Linked DNA regions of Gossypium hirsutum: all the other regions are linked to region 3. A link is a contact called in public Hi-C data. All regions are on one chromosome and are shown on one strand. The core of a region is the stretch at or near the end of the contact, and the rest is flanking DNA. Distances in the headings are between cores, read along the strand shown. Region 1 holds the start of LOC121215467 (B3 domain-containing protein Os03g0120900). Region 2 holds the start of LOC107950125 (probable F-box protein At2g36090). Region 3 holds the start of LOC107950133 (luminal-binding protein 5).

Region 1 (4,613 bases), core at 666-3,165, 250 kb before region 3:
ACTGATAAATTGAAGAAAAAAGTGGATTAGCAGGTAGCCTTTGCAGAATGTAGGGTGTTTTACGGTGGGGAATTGATAAACTTTTCCTGGTGTTATATATCAAAATCCAATGACAAGGAAGCCTTCCCTTTGTTGGCACTAAGAAAGTCAATAGGGGGTAGTACTGGGGTGCCATTGTAGAGCCTTAATTGAAGAGGATGTTGGGATGATGAAGAAAGTTGTGGATTTTGCGATGCCATTGTAGTATTTGGTATTGTAGTTGTAGATAACATATCAGGGTTATGCGACTCCGGTATGGGGCATTCCATGTTAACCCCGAAAAGCCTTAACCTCTTGGCTGCTGCTGCACCCGTGCCTTGGACCACCGGCACCGAATCAAACACGATTGGCTCTACCACTCCACCTGGCTGCTGCTGCCACTCCATCGTTGGGGCTGCTGCTGATCTAAAAAACAATACCGATCCCATTGTACCTCCTGGATTCACCACATTGTTTCCAGTTGGAAAACCACCGTAGTAGCTGTTCCGATTCAGAGGGTTTATCTGTGACAATTGAAAGCGATCTCTTGCTGTTGGTGGTGGCCGCATTAGTAACGGGCTCCATGGGGTATTTGAACGGTGCAAAGACAAGTGGTGCGTATGGGGATGGAAAGAAACTGGGTCTGGTCCATCAGGTCTCCTCCTCCAATCGATAAAAAGACGGTGTTTCCCCAACTCGCCGACCCCTCTCTGGAAAGAAACTATATCGCCGGCATCAAGTTTCTTATCCTTGACGAAACGGCTCCAACCTTTGGTCATAACATAGCTTTGGCTGCTGTTCCAATAAGAGTACCTGAACCTCCACGGCTTCCCATTCCTGTCCTCGAAATTCAACAAAAGGCCTTTCTCATTGGTGGAAGAATCCAAGGGGAAATGCTTCTCGGCGTGTTGTTTTGGGATAACAAGTCTGTTCAGTTTCCCTACATCGCTTGGGGTAACTACTTTGTCGAACAAGTGTTCTTTCTCGATGTTGGCAGCACTTGCACTAAGGGTTGAATCAGCTTCAGTACTTGCAGTTGCAGTTGCTGCTTCGTTATCTTCTTCAGGTTCGTACCTGTTGTTCAACCAGTTGGGACTCATTTGACGGTGGTGACCGTCGTGAATCTGATGAGCCTGTGCCTCCCATCGAGTGTTGCTAAGAGGAGGAGCCATCTGGGTTTTATGCTGAGAAGAAGAAGATGAAGGAGAAGAAGATGATGAAGAGTATGAAAAAGGAAACTTATTACCTTCCTCATTAAACCCAAAATCCATGACTTTCCTTCGAGATCTAGACACAATAAAGATGAGGAAGATGAAGAATCAAGTATCAACCAAACAAAACCTAAAAACAAAGTAAAAAAAAAAGAAAAAAAAGTGGGGACTAATCGAACTAGTTGAGATTAGAAAAAAACAAACAGACAGACAAAAGGAAGAACACCGGGAACTATGCCATGTTGCTACTTGTTATAATTTACTAGTAGAACTTTAATTTTCCTAGGGTTGAACGACTATTCAGGAGAGAAACAAGTCTTTTAGCTTAAGCTAAAACAATTTCCTCTCTCTCTCCCTACAATGAGAAGAAAGTCAGTGATTCCTTCTTTGACCAACGAGATGATCCAACAGCCAAACACGAAAACAAGACTTGGAGCACAAAAATATCACACACATCCTTCTTCCAACTTCATCTAGTTGTTGACCTTGAAACAAGAGATAAACTATCGCAAGAAAAAGAAAAAGAGAAAAAGAGGCTTTAACTTTATTTTTTATATATATCCAGGGGGAAGAAGCTGATGAACCTCCCTCGAACCTCTCCAGCTACCTTTCTAATTTATGTTATTGAGGCTTAATTAAGCCTTCTTTTTTTTTTTTTTTTTTACTCTGGGTTTTCCTTGTTAGAGAGATTGAAAGGGAGAGAACATGTTTAAGTAATAAGTTTATACGTAGGGACCCCATGTATTACTGGTTGGGGCTCATGTGAGCTTGTCACTGTCATAATCCCGGGTGCTATGCATATTATTTTAGTAATTTTATTTGTAGGATTAAAACTATATATTATATAAAGCCAGCTGTTGTGTATATTACTCTTTTCTATCTTTATTCTTACACATTTTTTTATCAAATTCATATAAATATTTTCATAATTGAAATGGTGATGTAACTATTACTATGTAACTGGAACTGGGGGGGGGGGGTTAGGGTTTTGACTTGAAAAAAAAAAAAAGCTCTTTGAATGAGGTCCGTACAGGCCACTATGCTATGGTGGCCACCCAGATGGAAAACGATATTTATCATCTTCAGTCAATATTTAGTCCCTCAAAGGTATATGGAATTAAACAAAAATAAAAGGAAAAATAAATTAAAATAAAAAAGAAAAAGAAAGGATTTCTTATTTCCCACGGAATTGGTGCAGGCAGCGCATGCAGTCTCAAATGGACCCATTCAATTTAGCCACGCCTTTTATAATTGGCTTTTTTTTTGTCTGTTCTTCAAACCCTATCTAAATCTTACAACCAATCAATTCCTTATCACCAAAACCTCAAAAGTAAACACACTAATTTAACTTCAATCACATTTTAAGTGTCCAAAATTTTGAGTAAAAGTTCAAGCGCTGCATTTTGTATTAAGAGATAGGTTGTATTTTGTTCACTTTACTAAAACATGAGTAAATTAATTTGTATACGTTATAACAAGGTGCACGTGATACATCACGTGTAACTGTTTGGTTATCGACTGTTTACACTGATATTCTTGTGATTGAACTCACACCGAGCTTCATAGCTCACTCCATTTTTTCTCTATTTTTACAGATAACCCACCAAGTTAGGACACGAACACGACATTCGGAGGGACTCAAATTGGTTTTTCTATTAAAATATATTAGATTTATTATTTGAAATTTTCCATTATTCAGAAACTGTAATGTTTTATTTAAACTGTGGCACGAAACTGAAATTTTTTAGGGATTATTTAGCATGTATGACCTTTAATTTTGATTAGGTTATTAAAATTAAGGAATTTAATTATTTATGTATGAATACAACTTCTATTAAAACTAAGTTAGGTACCAACTTGACAACTGAGTCCATTTTAGTCCCAAACTTGAAACCTATAAAAGTTTGATGATGTGGCATTATGAGATTGTGCAACATCATCACTTGAAAATTTAAAAATATATATGAATTTTTAGGTGATGATGTGATACAATTTCAAAGTTTCACATGGCACTTAAATTTGACAACTGAGTCCATTTTAGTCCCAAACTTGAAAACTATAAAAGTTTGATGATGTGGCACTATGAGATTGTGCTACATCATCACTTGAAAATTTAAAAAAATTATATGAATTTTCAGGTGATGATGTGGTACAATTTCAAAGTTTCACATACAATATTTTAATAACCAGACATGTGGTTGAATAGGTCAAACCACTAATTCTCGATTCAACCAGTTCGATCGATTCAACCATCGAACCAATACCAATTACATAACTAATTAAAAATTTATAAGAATCTAAAAAAATACAAAAAAAACTTTTGTAAATATGTTAAATTATCGATTTTTGTCCCAATTTTCAATTTTTACTAATTTCAATTAGTTTTTGAGTCAATCAATTCAACCCCTTTGTTCGAACCATTATATTGGTTAGTTCTCGATCCGTTTGATCTAGTCCTTGTTCTAGTAACACTAGTCACATAATCAAATCTTGATAAAATCTAAGCTCAGGGACCAAAATTGATCTAGTTGCCAAGTTCAAAGACCAAACTAGATTAAAAAAGTACAGGTACCAAAGTATATAATCCCATATGTTTATAATGGGCTTAAACATAGTTAAGCATGACTCTCTATTGTTAAAAATATGTAGGTGCTAGAAAATTTAGAAATTATGATAGCCTATCTGTATGCATTGTGTGAGATTGATGAGCAAAAGGATCAAATGAGATATTATAGTTTAAAAGACATGCTCAAGTGCAATGGGGATGGCCAATATGTATATTTTGTAAAACTAATGAGGAGAAAAACTATGTGATAATATATTATGTAACATCCCAAAAATCGGGTTAGAAGAATTGAGTTAGCGAAACCAAGAGTGCTTACACCTTGATTTTGAGTTAGGACTTTGAGAATTTTGCAAAACAAATTGATTTGGTTCAATGGTTAAGTGCTTTAGTCGTGTGTTTGAGGTCATGTGTTCAAATATTTGTGTAAGCAATAAGAAAATACTTTTATACTATTCCGTAAATTAGTTTAGTTTAGTTTAATTTTTATTTATTTATTTATTTTATTAACTTCCTTCTCCCATGTTTCCAAAAACGTTTCTCTCTCCTTCTATTTTCTTTTCTTTTTATTTTTTTTTCTTCTAAAAATTTCTTTCGTTTTTACTTTCTGGCGTGGAATAGATCTTGTGTGGGGTTTGATCTTTTCTCCCAGTTATGTTCTTAACGTCAATAAGAGTTTAATTACTTATATCGCTAGTATGATAGTTTTTCTGTTGGTTTTTGAGTTCCATAGTAAGGGATGATTCTTCCTTAGGGGTTTGTTAATTGGTTGCTTGAATCAGGAGAGGACTAAATGACATCTAAGGTTCCTTTAGCGAATT
Region 2 (4,572 bases), core at 999-3,498, 180 kb before region 3:
AGTGTCAGACCACCACCAGCATGCACCCACTCTTGAACCGAAGTTTGGCTAAGACTGGTAGTGATGATGATGGTCTATTTCCTTCTTCATTCTTTTTATTTTGTGACTGACCACGACATTCTCTTTTTCAAGTAGGTTTTCCTTCGATTTACTAATCATAATGAAATCACAAAGTTAAACCAATGGGATTTAATCAGTACAACTCGGTTTCTAGTTTGGGTGTGAATTGAAAATGAATGGTTTCAAATTTTTAATAATTTTTTTACAAATATTAATTTCTTTTTGAAATTTTTTATAATATTTTATAATTTACACTTTTTAACAATTTTTCATATATACTTTTTATTTTTATAGATTTCTTAAACTTTTAATACATTTAATATTAATTCTTTTATATTTTTTGAAATTTATATAGTTTTTAGGATATTGAATTTTTTAATTTTTGAAAATAACTTCCATGTCTAACATATTTATTTTTTTAAAAACGCCACATCTAACATTTTTAGGTTACTATTAGTATAGTATAGATGTATAAATATAATATAGATATATTCTTAAAACTAAAAATAAAGCTCACTATTTAAAACCCATTGAGCCTGAAATTAAATTTATCAGCCCATTACGAAGAATGAGCCTCCCATTAAACCCAACTTAAAATGGATACCCTCTTCTCCAATAAGTATGCCGTACCCAATTCAATCCTATGTATGTGCCCAAATCCTTAGGCTGGATCAAACCCATCAACATCATTTAACTTGGGAAACTCTCAAATTTCCATTTTGATTTGTCAAAGGTTGTGGATTGCAACATCATAACAGTCTGTAATTGATGAAAGAAGTTAAAACACAGTTTAACATGAATAATTATTTGTCATAGAAACACAGTGCTTTGCAATGGTTACTTAAGTTGTCATTGGACCATAATAATTGACTTTAAATGGGTAAAATTCGGTACCCTAAAATTAAGAGGATTACTACTTCAAAAGATATACAAAGCCAATCAGCCAAGGTTTCTTCGAGCTTCTTTTTCCTTATAATCTCTTGCTTTCGTCCCTCAAATTGTATGTAACCCTTTTCAACAGCATGACGATTATTACTTCGTGAGCAATATAGAGCTTGGTTCAAGATGATTAAACTCTTGCCACCATTTACATATGCTCCACTAGTGTCCTCAATGTGCATACTTACCTCTTTCCATCTCAAATACCCTCGTTTTTCCTCTATGTTGCATCTTGCCACTATAAGACACTTGGCCAAGTTGTGAGGCAGTTGTAGGCTCTCTTGGACTGGGATAATGCACCCAAAATGTAGAATATAGTCACCATTAGAAGCCCATATTTTCTTCACCGACAATGGCTTCCAGCTTGATAGATTTCCAGCTTTTCCTCTCTTCTTGTCTAATAACACCCAACTTAATCGAATCCCTTCTTTTAGTTCATTGCAACGATCATCTGCTTTTCCCACAAGTGATACGAAGTCATGTCCATCGTCACCATCTTCAATATCTTCATCATTAATATCTGAAGGTACCACTTTGAATGGACAGTTCAATACCCAACTCATAAGACCAGTTGTTGTGTCATCATCTTGGCCGAAATCGGTTTCCATAGGTATGCCATCTAAGACACTGGAAGTAATACATTTTTCTCTATAATAAACATCTATAAACAAAGCAAAATTAGACGGAGAAATAAGGGTTGGTTGTATAGGAAAGTAATTGTTGGCATCTTTGTGATCATTCGAAATAAGAGGATAAGAATCAGCATAGAATCTGCGAAAACCATCCGTTGATGATGAAATAAGGTGTTGGGCTTCGTCGAGTGCAGTGGAAGGCCATGTGGAATTACACAATTGCTTCCATAACCTTTGGTTTCGAGCTATGCCTCGAAGGTCAGAACATGTGCAGGCAGCTGAGGCCAGGGTTGAACCATCTAGTCGAGCCATGATATCAGCTAGGATATCCCTGCTTAAGCACTTCAAATCACATTGCAAATGCTCCATTTTTTATTTTTATTTTTTGCCTACTATGGATACGCTCCCACTTGTTTATATAACAGTGATTTGACCCATCTATCCGTCCATAGAAATTGATGTATGACCATGAAACACACCATTGACCAACGTGATTCAAGTCAGTAGGCGCGTTTTACAGGGTTTAAATTTCTTCCATAAATCCGTGGGACAATCCACAATTAGGCCAAAGATAGTGAACCTCCAACTGCAGGGTTGGCTTGCCAACTTTGAAACTTTGCCAACTTCAAACAGCCAAATTCTTTAAATGGAAAACACCATTAGGTTCGTCCAAGCTATTAAGTTGTAACCTCTATACTAGACTGCCTAAGCCCGTAATTAAGTGATGGCTTTGTGAAGTTGAAAAGTCATTATCATATTAAATGAAAGATAATTGAGAGGTTCATCTTTGCTATTATTCATATTATTCCCTAATCACCCATCAATCAATTCAGTTCCAAAAAAAAAAAATCCATCTTAAATTTTTATTAGTATTGGATGCACCTTTAGTATATAAATTTATAATTAATAATTTTCTTTAACAGGTAATTAAATTTTTAACAAGTGTCATAACATTCACTAATTATATAAAAATTTATATGCTAGTTAACAAAAACAAATCAACTTTTAACTTAATTTGATTGATTCATTCTTAAGATATCATCAAATAATTAAATAGTCTTAATAATTTATATTATTAGGGTTGAGAGAATGGGATCAAAATGTTGGTTGCATAGAACTTCATGTATATGCTAGTTCATGGGGAATGGTTGTTACGGACGAAAAAGGAAAGCTGCCCAACATTTTGGCACTATTGTGAAAGAAATGGAAGCTCTTTATTGTGGACGAATTTCATTAAATAGAAGCAAAACTGCAATTAACCAGTTTAATTGATTCAAAGCTAAAGGCTTCTATATATTTAGGTACAATAGTTGCCCATAAACATTAAGGAAACCAAAATACGTGAAATCCAAGGCAAAAGTTCTTTGAATTTGCCGTCAAGAGGCAATGCATTAGTTTCAAGTAGGTTGGACATGGACCCTAATATTCTGTTAGACACAGTTCTCCTCCTTTATTAAAAATGGTCAAGAATTTGAAGGAATTCCCTACTATAATATGTTGGTGCAAAATTGTTTGTTGGTAATCTTGATTTGTTTATACTAAGATTGATTTTTATTCTAAGTTCAAGATTTATGGAATTTTTACTATCCTTTATTAAGAGGATATTAATGGACAAGATTGACAAATTGATATCAAGCAATATGATATGGTTTTAAAGCTATCTTATTCTCATTTCAAGGATATCTTATCACTATGATAGCGCTTGAAGTATTTTAATGGAAGCTTCATCCTCCATTGTGGAGGAAATAATAAAACACTACATAGTTCATCTTGGGAATCCATTTCACTGGTGTAAATATAAAGAAAACTATCCATCGATTGAGAGTGATTTTACCAACTTCAATAGGAGAGGTCGAGTGTTGAGACAATTTACATTAAGTGTAGGAGACAAAGGTTGCTGTTAGGATCGTCCCGAATAAGCAACGAACAAGTAAAAATAGTAGAAGAAATTGAGAAGATGAACACACAAATTTAACGTGGAAAAACCCCTCAAAAGAGGATAAAAAACCATGGGCAAAGATAATTTTACTATAATGGCAAAAGAATGAAGAGTACAAAAGATGGAGATAAAAACTAAACCCCGAAAACCCGAAAAACAAAGAACCCTCAAACTTAAACACAAAATTCTCTGAATGTGTTATGAGTTCTAATCTAATGGGTGTCTCTTAATTCTAAGATTGTAAAGGAGCCTATTTATAGGCTAAATTAGTAAGTCAAATAAACTATACTAATAAATGCTAAATATATTATACTAATAAATACTAAATCTTCTAGAAAGAAAATATATTTTTGTTTAACTTGACTTGCAAGCAATCTTTTAGAATTTGGGTCACACAATTCTAACAATCTCCACCTTGACACGAATTCTTTCAATGCCATCTTTGCCAAAACCCCGCCACGGGCCTATCTTGAACTATGCAGGGAATTAACTGAGTCGAATCTATGCTTAGAAGCTGGAGGACTTCTAGCCTTCGACTTGTGCACTGCCAAATCAAAACTAACCCGGGTCTGATTTTCACGAATACAGTGCCCTAACTTTTCAAAACCTGCATCCAAAAGAGAACCTCTCTTCAACGAAACGGTCATACCTTTTTCCCTCCTATGACCAAGTTGCCTCCGCTTCAAATGAGTTGACTTTGACTCCGTAACGGACGAGGGACGTCCGATTTCACCGGTCACTGTAGACCCTTCCAGAATATAAAGACTGCCAGTTCTTTTACCTTTTAACAAAACGAGAGCTCCACGAGATACTTTAATGTCGCTCGACTCGATGTTGATTCTGCATCCTTTCAAGTCTAAAATACTCAAGGAGATGAGATTCTTTCGTAAATCAGGTACATACCTGACATCTGAGAGTGTCCTAATCGTCCCATCGTGTATCCTAATTTTAACAGTACCAATACCGATTATTTTACTAGATGAATCGTTTCCCATGTGCACA
Region 3 (4,776 bases), core at 469-2,968:
GGGCAAGTAATAGTGGTGGCCTTTTATGATCGAGATGTACAAGAGAGAAATACAATTAGAGTTAAAGGACAACAGAGACATAAACCGAGACAAATGTTCTAAGGGGATAAACTAACCAATAGAGAGGCTAGTTAGGAATTGGCCGAGGCATTGAGATAGTTCCGAGATAATCAAACGCCTTATGTGCATTTCTTTCTTGTGGCTTTTCAGTTCTTTTGTTGCTTTTATCTTTGAGTTGCTTCCATTATATTTTGGTGCCTTAGAGAATTTTCATAAGAGTTCTCATCTTTCGAGAGTAAGGCTGACTTAGGTGGATCTGAAGCAAAAAAAAAAAAAATGCTTACAGTCGCATAGTTTGCCAAACTTAAGTTCTAGCCTCGTGACACATAGCGCTGAATCTCCCACCTGTCAATATGGATCCTATGACATGCCAACTATACCAGTGACTTTATCCGACAATGTTAATAAGGCAAATGTCGTCATTATTAATAGTATAACATCTTCAAGCATATATATATGTATATTCATTCAACCAACTGATCACAAATCACCCAATCAAGTATATACATATGTGTTAAACACATTCTTATTGATAGTAAACCACTTCCAAACATATATTGGTTTAAATATATATATTTAATTATTTTATGAACTCCAGTTATGAGAGCACAAACCAAAATATATATTCGTCGGCAGCTTTGGGTTTCTCTTTGGTTCGAGATGGTCCTACATCGTCTTTAACTACAGAATTAAATTCGAATATGAAAAATTCATTGATTACATAATTCAAGCACAAATAAATACATTATATACATGAATGCATTCTATTCAATTTAATCTCTATACACACGAATATTCGAAATGCTAATTTCTTACAACCTACCCGATCGAACTTTATAAATATAGTATAAGAACCTCTTTTTTTTATTATTTGCTAACAAATCCCTAAAATTTTCACACTTTTCAATAAGGTCCTCAATAATAAATAATTTATCAAATAATCAAAGCTTGATTTACTATCATCAATCACACTTTTAACATGCTTTTTCCGTGAACTAACTTTATTCATGAATCTGTTTAAACTTAAACAGTCAAATTTCCTGTAAGCATTCAACGATGGAGGTTCAACTCAAACTCCATTTCTCTAATCTAATACACATTAATCTCTTAAAATTAGCAACTCTCAGAAGAACTTTCTTGCATCTTCTTACAATCTAGATAGCTTTATACAATATTTTTAAATGATGGAAATTAATAAATATAAAAAAATGAAATATTAATATTTAAAATTTCTTCATTTTAATTTCCAAATTATAATTTTTTTTATAAAAATTAAAAGTAATCTTCCCCATATGGGAAAAAAGATGATAATATATTTGTACAATGTTTTCGTAGTGATTAAAACCGTAATGAGTATTAATTTTAGCATTTCAGGTTTTGAGCCGGCCAAAAACGACTTAGTGTTTGCGCGTTTTGAATATCCTACTTTTAATAATTTAGAAAAACGGAAAAGCGGACACGCAAACGTCAGAGAAAATAAACGGCCAGGATCTCCCCAACACAAGATCTAATTTCATTGGCTCAACAATTCCCTTCTTGAATCCTTATTGGTCCACGTCACCAGAGATGACATACACCCATCTGAAATAAGTTCGCGTTTGATGCGGGCACTCCACGTATAAAAACCTCGAACCGCGACTTCCTCTCACAGATCAAAAGAAAAAACAAAGCTAAAGTGTCATTTGAAAATCACTCGTCCTGGTATTAACGGTACAGCGTTTCGATTTTCATAGAGAAACCTCGAAACTTCTACGTAGTGAGAGGAAAGTTTGAGTACGTGCGATGGCTCGCTCGTGGAGAGCAAGCGGCTCTTTGGTGGCTCTAGCTATAGTCTTGTCCGGTGAGTGCTATGCTGTTCCTGTTTTTTGCTAGATCTGTTTGCTTTCGCTTGATTTCGTGATCTCTGATTCTTGCTCTGTTTGAGTGAAAATGTAGTAGATCTAGTTCTGTTTGGTGATGTTCTTCCCATGAATTGATGCATTTTTAGATCTGATTTATGTTTTTATGAGTTTTCGAGATGCATTAGATCGTCGAACGAGCGTTTCAGCGATCTCATATCATTTCATTACTCTCCGTTGAATTGAGAACTAGAACTCTCTGGATTTAGAGGATAACGACTCTCTAAATACTTTGCCGGGCTAGAACTATGATCTAATTATTTAAATTTGAATTAAACCGTGTAATTTTTCTCCTTTTCACTTTATTTTATATATTCATTTATGGTGCAATATCTTTATTAGATTATTAAAATTTTGCACGAGAATGTTCTAGAAAGTTCGTTTGGATTCTTGATCTGTGGTTCACGTGGCCCTTTCAGTAGGGCCTCTATAACTATAATGGTTTTAACATCCTGTAAACTCTGCAAACAGGATGCTTCTTTGCAATCTCAATTGCCAAGGAGGAAGCCGCGAAATTGGGAACAGTCATCGGAATTGATCTTGGTACAACTTATTCTTGTGTTGGTGTGTACAAAAACGGTCATGTTGAAATTATAGCCAATGACCAAGGTAACCGTATTACTCCATCGTGGGTGGCTTTCACTGACAGCGAGAGGCTCATCGGTGAGGCTGCAAAGAATCAGGCAGCTGTTAACGCTGAAAGAACCATCTTTGACGTCAAGAGACTTATTGGAAGAAAGTAATTGACATTCTTCTCATGTTTCTTCTTTTGTTTTTTTATGGTTTATTGGTATATGTAATATGCTTCTCAGGGCAATTTTGTTATTTGCAGGTTCGAAGATAAGGAGGTCCAGAGGGACATGAAACTTGTTCCGTATAAGATTGTGAACAAGGATGGCAAACCTTATATTCAAGTAAAGATTAAGGATGGAGAGACCAAGGTCTTCAGTCCTGAGGAGATCAGTGCTATGGTTCTGACTAAGATGAAGGAAACAGCTGAAGCTTTCCTTGGGAAGAAAATCAAGGATGCGGTGGTTACTGTTCCAGGTGAGTGCATAATAAGAAGCAATGCTCTCTGTTGGGGAAAAGTTGTTCGCCTGATCCTTGATTACTCCTTTATGCTCAATATATTTATGTTTTATTTGCAGCTTACTTCAATGATGCCCAGAGGCAGGCCACAAAGGATGCTGGCATTATTGCCGGGCTCAATGTTGCTAGAATTATCAATGAACCAACTGCAGCTGCCATTGCCTATGGTTTGGACAAGAAGGGCGGTGAGAAAAATATTCTTGTCTTTGACCTTGGTGGTGGGACGTTCGATGTCAGTATCTTGACAATTGACAATGGTGTTTTCGAGGTTCTTTCAACAAATGGAGACACTCACTTGGGAGGTACGGATATTCATTGTTTGATTTAATGCTTTCAAAAATTGTTTTTACAATGTATTTTGCTTATGGTCATATTTTATATGCAGGTGAGGATTTTGACCAGAGGATTATGGAATACTTCATTAAATTGATCAAGAAAAAGCATGGAAAGGATATCAGCAAGGACAACAGAGCTCTTGGGAAGCTTAGGAGGGAAGCTGAGCGTGCCAAGAGAGCTCTCAGCAGCCAGCACCAGGTCCGTGTGGAGATTGAATCACTTTTTGACGGTGTTGATTTCTCCGAGCCACTGACCAGAGCTCGCTTTGAGGAGTTGAACAATGACCTGTTCAGAAAGACCATGGGACCTGTGAAGAAGGCGATGGAAGATGCTGGTTTGCAGAAGAGCCAAATTGATGAGATCGTTCTTGTTGGTGGAAGCACTAGAATTCCAAAGGTTCAACAACTCCTCAAGGACTACTTTGATGGAAAGGAGCCCAACAAGGGTGTTAACCCAGATGAAGCTGTTGCTTATGGTGCTGCAGTACAAGGAGGCATCCTGAGTGGAGAGGGTGGTGATGAAACGAAAGGTAAGTAGTTTTGTCTATAATGACGAGACATGACTCTATAGGGGATGAAACCTTTCTATAACTGAATCGACTTGGCTGATATTTGTGTTTGATGCTTTCTGCACAGATATTCTTCTCCTTGACGTGGCTCCACTTACCCTTGGCATTGAGACTGTTGGTGGAGTAATGACCAAGTTGATTCCTAGAAACACTGTTATCCCAACCAAGAAGTCACAAGTTTTCACCACTTATCAGGACCAGCAGACTACCGTCTCGATTCAGGTACACTTGGATATGCTTGCCTACATGTAAAAACTCAAGAATTGGATTTTCCTTTCCTTTTAATGCTAATAACTGTAATACTTTGAACCTTATTTGAATTGCTGTGGTTTGATGTCAGGTCTTTGAAGGTGAAAGGAGTCTCACAAAAGATTGTAGGTTGTTGGGAAAATTCGATCTTACTGGAATTCCTCCAGCCCCAAGGTTTGCTCTCCCTACCAATTCTCATTTGTATTTTCTGCATTTCTTCACCTGAATTATTCATTTATGGTTTGATCCCTCAATTTACAGAGGAACCCCTCAAATTGAAGTCACATTTGAAGTCGATGCAAATGGCATCTTAAACGTCAAGGCAGAAGATAAGGGCACTGGAAAATCTGAGAAGATCACTATCACAAACGATAAGGGTCGTCTGAGCCAGGAGGAGATTGAGAGAATGGTTCGTGAGGCAGAAGAATTCGCAGAGGAGGACAAGAAGGTGAAGGAGAGGATTGATGCTCGCAACAGCCTGGAGACCTATATCTACAACATGAAAAACCAGATTAATGATAAGGATAAGCTCGCTGACAAGCTTGAATCCGATGAGAAGGAGAAAGTTGAAACCGC

Evidence for each region. Hi-C and Micro-C count contacts between places; a contact is called where the count stands out from the background.
Region 1: a contact with region 3 is called in a Hi-C map of leaf, with 1.8 times the contacts expected there. The contact joins the promoter of LOC121215467 here to the promoter of LOC107950133 in region 3. A contact is called at or near these places in 3 of 34 Hi-C or Micro-C datasets (leaf and petal).
Region 2: a contact with region 3 is called in a Hi-C map of leaf, with 4 times the contacts expected there. The contact joins the promoter of LOC107950125 here to the promoter of LOC107950133 in region 3. A contact is called at or near these places in 4 of 34 Hi-C or Micro-C datasets (anther, hypocotyl and leaf).

What each region holds. Positions count from the first base shown.
Region 1 is chrD03:36,022,407-36,027,019 of Gossypium_hirsutum_v2.1, reverse strand. LOC121215467 (B3 domain-containing protein Os03g0120900) reads right to left here and starts at 1,915. Exons shown (of 1, transcript XM_041090020.1): 1 at 1-1,915. The coding sequence starts at 1,289. The coding sequence ends at 93.
Region 2 is chrD03:35,953,708-35,958,279 of Gossypium_hirsutum_v2.1, reverse strand. LOC107950125 (probable F-box protein At2g36090) reads right to left here and starts at 2,248. Exons shown (of 1, transcript XM_016884899.2): 1 at 756-2,248. The coding sequence starts at 2,000. The coding sequence ends at 933.
Region 3 is chrD03:35,769,612-35,774,387 of Gossypium_hirsutum_v2.1, reverse strand. It overlaps LOC107950133 (luminal-binding protein 5), which reads left to right and starts at 1,718. Exons shown (of 8, transcript NM_001327564.2): 1 at 1,718-1,900; 2 at 2,430-2,697; 3 at 2,791-3,005; 4 at 3,107-3,349; 5 at 3,433-3,912; 6 at 4,019-4,173; 7 at 4,292-4,374; 8 at 4,462-4,776. The coding sequence starts at 1,843.